2 separate regions of the Sus scrofa genome follow, and region 1 is linked to region 2. The links are chromatin contacts, called in public HiChIP or PLAC-seq maps. All regions are on one chromosome and are shown on one strand. The core of a region is the stretch at or near the end of the contact, and the rest is flanking DNA. Distances in the headings are between cores, read along the strand shown. Region 1 has its middle 26 kb from the start of ZNF648. Region 2 overlaps ZNF648 (a long non-coding RNA gene).

Region 1 (3,872 bases), core at 1,170-3,669, 130 kb before region 2:
TCCACAGCAACTTGGTATCTGAGTTGCGTCTGCGATCTACTCCATGGCTTGCAGCAATGCCAGATCCTTAACCCACTGAGCGTGGCCAGGGATCGAACCTGCATCCTCATGGGTCCATTTGGGTTCTTAACCTGCTGAGCCATAATGGGAACTCCCTCTTACATTTTGAAATGTTTAGAAATGAGAATGTATTACTTTATAATGAAAATGTTTAAAATTAATTTATTAATAGCTCCCTATTATGTTTATGTTATGATGAGATAGAATTTTTTTTTTCTTTCTTTTTCAGGGCCACACCAGTAGCATGTGGAAGTTCCTAGGATAGAGGTCAAATTGGAGCTTCAGCTCCCAACCTACGCCACAGCTCTAGCAACGTGGGATCCAAGCTGTGTCTGCAACCTACACCACAGCTCATTGCAACACCGGGTCCTTAACCCACTGAGTGAGGCCAGGGATCGAACTGGCATCCTTGTGGATGCTAGTCAGATTCATTTTTGCTGTACCCCAACAGGAGCTCCAGATAGAATTTTTTAGTATCAAACCAAACCAAACCAAACCAAACCAGTGTGCTGTCTATGCAAATATAGCTTCAAATCAAACAGCATGGGGCTCTCCTTCAATTAGATGCTGCCACCATGACCCTCGAGCTAGGAGTCTTGCTCAGGTTTTCTCCTGAAAGCTGGGGCTGCCTGTCTCCCCAGATTCAGTTGTGACCAAGAGTCTATGCAGGCCACCTGCCTGCCAAGCTTGAGCTGGGCGCTCTTGCTCACTTCACAGATGAATAAGCTGAGGTGCCAAGAAATGATGTGATGATGCGCTTAAGGCCAAACAAGTTAGTGAAGTGGCAGGGCTAGAATTTGAACCCTAATTTCCTAACTCAGCCCCAGTAATCTTGCCTCTACCATGGTGTCTTTCCTGGGATCCCAGGAGATGTGGGAGAGGGCAACACCAAGAGTCTGGTTCCTTCTGCGTCAGCTTTTGTATCAGAGGAGGCATGATGTGAAAAAACGCATATGATCAAATTTTTCGTACCATTTCCCACGGCTTATCAAGGTTCCCACCTCACCAAGTCTCCATGAACACCACCTGACAACTTCCGGCTCCAAACAAGAGATGGGGAGAGGAGGCCAGTTCACCCCAGGAGCTCAGCAGAAGCTGTAAGGCCTGATCCTCCTAGGCTTCTGCCTCAGCCCTTTCCATGGCCTCCAGGGCAGCCATCACCCTTTCATGCTTCCTCTGCCATTCTCTTCATACTGCAAAAAGTCCATCCTTCTCTCCTGCCTCTATCAGAGCACAGGAGCAAGGGTGAGGACCCCCACTGACATTGAAAAGAGGTGGCAGGTTGGGGGGATGCGGTGCAAAGAGGCAGAGGGATAGGGGACAGTGGAGGTAGCTTGGAAAGAGTGGAGAAAAAGCTACTGAGAGAAGCAAGAGAATAAAAATGGTTAAGGGCACAGACTTTCTGAAGCTAGAGTATGTGAGTTCAAACCCCAGCTCTCCCCCTAACAGTCTCTGTGTGACCTCAGATGAATTACTTTACCTGTCAGAATATCTACTTGATAGGGCTGACGTAAAAATTAAATGAATTAGGACTTCTTTTGTGGCGCAGTGGGTTAAGGATCTAGCATTGTCACTGTAGTGGCTTGGGTGGCTGCTGTTGTGGCAAGGGTTGCATGCAGCAAGTGTGGCCCAACAAAACAAAACAAATAAGCAAAAATTAAAGGAATCAAGGGCTGTCAGGTGGAAAGTTCCTGGTATATGTTTCTATGTTTCCTTTTATAATACCCTGACTAGCTGTACCACTTGGGCCATTCCCCTCCTTCTCTGACCTTCAGATTCTCATTTATAAAGTAAAGGGGTTGGATCAGGTGGTTCCAATTCCTTGCTCACTTTCAAGTTTTAGGCTTCATTGGGAAACATTCTTAGGTTTCTGTTGAGGGCTGGCTCTCTGCAGCGTGATTTAAATGGTCACAATAGCCTTGTCACTTGGAATTGACTGTTGTGCCTCATGTCTTTGGATGTTAAAAATATTTGATGTTTAAGATTGTCTAGCTGAAGTTCAAGTTCTCTTGGAGATCTTCAAAGCAAAAAAGATGAAAGGACCCTAACAGCAAAAAAAAGGGAGAGTAGGCATCCTAGGAGCTGAGGTGGCAGAGGGAGAAGGGCCTGGCTGCTGCCTGCCAGTCTGAAGTCCCACTCTGTGCCCTTTCAGTCCTGCTGGCTCCCTCTCTTGCCCGAACTTCCCTCCTTTCCTCTACGTCACTGCGTTGTTAAAGCCACTACCACATTTGTCCCTTTCTTCCCTGCCTGCCATCTCTTGGTAAAGATGGCCAAACCCAGCTCCTATGCTGCCTGGCCTCCTGGCCACAGCCCCATCCTCCCAGCCTCTCTGAGTAGCTCCACCCCGTTGACTCCTTCTCAAAAGGCTCCTTCCCTTTCCTGTCGCTGACTGACACTCTGGTCTCCTTTGACTTTCAAACAGCCTCTAGTCTAGCCTAGCTCTGGTCTAGCTGACCCTTGGCCCAGTCCCAGTCTAGGGTGTGGTTAGGCTCAGGGAATCCCATCAGGGGAGACTTGGCCCATCTGCAATGACCTAGATTGCCTAGGGGGATAGAATCCGTTTCGAGGGTGTGTGACATTCTTCTCTTCCCTTCTCCTCAGCTCCATTTTCCTCCCTGAAATGTCCCCTTGCCTTGCCTGCTTTAGAAACAAATGTTCAGGGAGCTGCCCAGGCAGGTTCAAAACACGCAGCTGCCAAAGCCCCTGCCCTTCCCTCGCCACACTTGCTGCTGCTATATGTGGAGTGGCTCTCTGGCCCTGAACACTGGGGTCAATGTGCGGATACTCAGCTCTTCAGCAGCCTGTCCCTCTGCTGTGTTTTTGTTTAGGGGGATGTGAAGCCCTGTGCACCCCCCACCCCTCCATTCCATGTTTCCCTGAGGTTTTTATTTTTTGTCTTTTTAGGGCCACACCTGTGGCATATGGAGTTTCCCAGGCTAGGGGTCTCACGGGAGCTGTAGCTGCCGGCCTGCGCCACAACCACAGCCACACCAGATCCCAGCAGCGTCTGCAACCTACATTGCAGCTCATGGCAACGCTGGATCCTTAACCCATGATGGAGGCCAGGGATGGAACCTGAGTCCTCATAAATACTAGTTGTGTTCGTTAACCACTGAGCCACGACGGGAACTCCTCCCTGAGTCTTTGGGGGCTGTGTGTCTGTCTGACAGCCTGGTGTGTCTGGCAGATGGTCTAGGCCTGGTGGTCCCAGGGGACCTTGGGATGAAGGAGCAATTCTTTTATGTTTTCAAAGCCAGGGCTAGGCTAAGGCCTTTCCGGCATCTCTATTTTTCCCCCAAACAAGTCTCTTTAGACCCTTGTGTGTTTGTTAGACAACATGTGTCCACATTTGGAACCTGACTATGAGCTTAACTTCAAACAAGGTTTATTTTCCTCTTATAAGAAGTCAGAGGTAGCTGCCAGGCTATGCCATAGTATCAGGATGTAATTAAGGTCCCAAACTCAGATGGTTTTGCTCCACCACCCTTAGAAAGTGGCTTTTCTCATGATCTAAAGATGGCTTTTGCAGCTCCCAGAATTATTTCTGTATTCCTTTTTTTTCTTTTTCTTTTTTTTTTTTTTTGTCTTTTGAGCTTTTAGGGCTGCACCTGCGGCATATGGAGGTTCCCAGGCTAGGGGTCGAATGGGAGCTGTAGCTGCCAGCCTACACCGCAGTCATAGCAATGCAGGATCTGAGCCGTGTCTACGACCTACACCACAGCTCACAGCAACAGCAGATCCTTAACTCACTGAGTGAGGCCTGGGATGGAACCCGCAACCTCATGGTTCCTAGTCGGATTGTTTCTGCTGCA
Region 2 (3,469 bases), core at 827-3,326:
AAGAAAATCATAGTGTCAGTGGGGGGTGGTACGTTCTTTAATAAAGGTGTAGAGTAGATATTTAGCAAGCACAGAGGGGCACTGAGTTCTGCCATGGGATGTCTGGCAGAGGGGTCAGGGACTACCCTGAGTACTGCCACTCAGTTGAGCGGATGTCCCTTGAGATGAACTGATTGTCGCCACTCCACAAATGCTGGAAGGGGAGCCATCCTTCTGCCCCGAAACACTGAACTAACCCTAAGCCTTCCCCACTTTTTTTTTTTGGCCACACTCACAGCATGTGGAAGTCCCCAGGCCAGCGATCCAGCCCACACCATAGCAGCCACCTGAGCCACTGCTGTGACATTGCTGGATCCTTAACCCACTTTGCCACAAGGGAACTCCCCTTTCCCATATCTTAAATGAAGCCAAAGCTTTGACACCTTGTATGTAGGCTGATCACAAGTCCCAGATTATCCAGGGTTGTTCCATTTGCACCTCTTGTCCCCATGTCATTAATAGTGCTCTCTTTCATTCTCACATGCGCCCCAGCTTGGATGATAAATGACAAGGCACCCCATCTATTCCTCTTCTTCCCAGCCTTAATCAGTCAAACTTCAGTCAAATGAACCTTCATGGAGGAACTGAAATTTAAAGGCAGATAATAATAATTATTAGCAAATTCCCACATCCCCTGCTTCGGTCCTTTGTACCCTGGGGTTTTGTGTGTGTGTGTGTGTTTGTTGCTGTTTTATTTGTTTGTTTTTTGGCCCCAAGCGCACTCTCTCCTAAGTCTTAGCTACTTGTTACATTCGCCATCATTTTTCTAAATAACAGGCTGCTTCTTGATTTTATCATTTTCCTATCCTCTACTGACTTCTGCTATAGAAGGAACTATTTCCCCTTAAACTTTGTATGTTGAAGTCCCACCTCCCCATGTGAGTGTGTTTGGGTCAGGACCTTTCTGCAATAGTGAGGGTTAAATGAGGTCACAAGGGTGGGGCCTGATCTGAAAGGACTAGTGCCCTTCTAAGATGAGGAAGAGACGCTCGAGTGCCCTCTGAGAGGACAGGCCACGTGAGATCACGATGACAAGGTAGCTTTCCTTAAGCCAACCAGGAACAAGATTGGGTCGCATCTCGATCTGGGACTTCCCAGTCTCCAGAGCTGTAGGAAATAGACGTCTGTGGTTTAAGCCACTCGGGCCGGGGTGTTTCGTTATGGCAGCTCGAGCTGACTAAGACAACTTCCTGTTGGGAGGAAGAGACCTTCTTCTTCCTGCAACTTCCCTACACACACATGCACACACGCACACAACACACAACACGCACATACCCTTCACATACTCACACACACGTCAATATGCTTCACAGGCTCACACATACATCTCATGCACACTCACAACACACACACACACACACACACCCCCTCTTCTTCCCAGCTTCCCTGTTTCTTACCTGGTGCGGCCTCCTGCCCCATTCTCTTTGTCAGTGATTCCTTAGGTGTAATGTGGTTTTGTAAATCTTTCCCCTGATCTATATTAGCAGCATTTCAGTATGGTCTTCTCCTCTTACACCCACGGTGCTTTTAACTAGAAGCTCTTTATTACTTAAAGTAATATTTGGATATGACCTTTATGCAGGGATGAGGGTTACATGAGGTCACAGAGTGGGGCCTAACCCTTGGTGTGTCCACACACCATGTGTTTTAATTTTCCAAGAAATGTCCCTGAAGAAGCATTTGTATCACCACCGTCCTCACATGAAAAGCTTTATGATCACCAGCTGGCTGCCTCAGCCTTAGTGATTTCCAGGCCTTGAACGCTGGCCAATTTGTGTGGCCTGTTTGAGTTTTCCTTCAGGACTCCTTAAGTTCAGCTTCTAGAGATAAAATAGCTTTGTGAAATGGATTCACTCCCACTCATAATTTCAGAGAGGCACGTGAAAGTCCTTTTGAAACCCGTACGGGGGCACTGTTCACATATGAACATTATTATCAGCAGTAACAAAGTGAAAAAAATGCACTTTTAGACTTAGGTCATCAAGATACTACTCTCAGCACTGCTTTCCAACTCTTCAGCATTCAGCTAAGGAAATGCTCTCAGCACTGCTTTCCAGGACGTAGCACAGAGAAGACTCACTCCAATGTTAAATGAATGAATCAGCAGGTCCGTCTAAGAATACCGATTCCTACTAGCTCACCCTTCTCATTCTTAACGACCATATAAATTCTGAAGGGCACCAGGTTTTACCTTTGTATGTATAATAAGGCATTCCATTCCATTCCAGTGGAAACACAGGGTTACTTCTCAGTTGAAGAAATTAAATGCTCCACAGAGTGTAATCCCAGTCTCAGATAGATATTTTCAGCAGGACTGGTATTACAGAATACCATGTTTCTGAACTGCTTCAGTATTACCTGGATACAAATGACGTTTTCACTGAATTCACTCATTCAGAAAACAGTTATTGAGTGCCTCCTCCATTCCAGTCACTAGAAGTAGCGGATAAAAGTTACAGCTAACACTTACATAGTGCCTACTCTACTCTGTATTGTTACATAAAGTAACTCATTTAATTCTCATAATGATCAGATGAGAGTGCTACCATCATGATTCCCATTTTACAGATGAGAAAACAGATGAGCTGATGAGTAACTTGATTGGTCTACACCAGAACTTTTCCACCAGGGGCAATTCCCCTCTCCTGCCATTCAGCAATGTCTGGAAACATCTTTAATTCACATGACCTGTGATGATAGGTAATTATAAAGCCAAAGGACGCTGCTAAGTATCCTACAATATATTGAATGGCCTGGAAACAAGGATCAATTCATCCAGAATATCACTAATGCTGCTATTAAGAAGCCTTGATTGACATCGTTCAGAATATAGCGTTCTTCTGGAAGCTGTTATTGAATCATTGGTGAACACATGACTTACTCTGACCCAATCAGACTAAAGGAGAAGGTTTTGGGGAGACGCTACGTTCACTCATTTCTCTCCTGCTGGGTGTGAACAAGGAGCAGCAGCCTGATATCCAGGGGCAGCCGTCTTTTATATTGAGAATAACCAACCTTTCCACAAAGGACAGCAGAATGGAAGGGCTGGAATAACCCCTGTGCTTAATGAGGTTACTGAGCAGCATTGAACCGTATCTCTCCTGGAACCCAAACCATTTCTAGACTTTTAGTTATCTGAAGCAATGCATTCATATTGTTTAAGCCCGAGTGAGTGAGTGTTATCTGTTTCAGGCAGCTAAGTGTCTACCCAACACACTTGGGGAATTATAGGCAACATCTGGAAAATTCAGCAAAGACTCTTTCACGTTGTCAGATCCCTCATCAGAAATTCATGCTTCTCCCTTCTGGCTGAACTTTGTCTTCAGAGGAGATGTGGAGACACCGTCTTTAGCTTGTTCTCCTTCCGAAGGAACATACACTAAGTAGGGACTTCGTGGGCTCCGTCGACAAGCAGTTCGAGTCCAATGCC

The links. HiChIP or PLAC-seq counts read pairs in DNA pulled down with a chosen protein or histone mark.
Region 1: a contact with region 2 is called in an H3K27ac HiChIP or PLAC-seq map of alveolar macrophages. The contact joins two enhancer-like sites. A contact is called at or near these places in 2 of 2 datasets of contacts at active chromatin or transcription factors (alveolar macrophages and skeletal muscle).

The regions. Positions count from the first base shown.
Region 1 is chr9:123,730,783-123,734,654 of Sscrofa11.1, reverse strand. No RefSeq gene overlaps it. Among named protein-coding and RNA genes, the nearest start is that of ZNF648, 26 kb to the right of the region's middle. Within about 2 kb of position 2,419, at least 9 of the 83 cell types and tissues checked have an H3K27ac peak or open chromatin away from gene starts, as enhancers often do. A contact at or near this core is called in alveolar macrophages and skeletal muscle, where this site is marked.
Region 2 is chr9:123,600,823-123,604,291 of Sscrofa11.1, reverse strand. The region is part of intron 7 of ZNF648 (a long non-coding RNA gene); the gene reads left to right. Among named protein-coding and RNA genes, the nearest start is that of ZNF648, 100 kb to the left of the region's middle. Within about 2 kb of position 2,076, at least 12 of the 83 cell types and tissues checked have an H3K27ac peak or open chromatin away from gene starts, as enhancers often do. A contact at or near this core is called in alveolar macrophages and skeletal muscle, where this site is marked.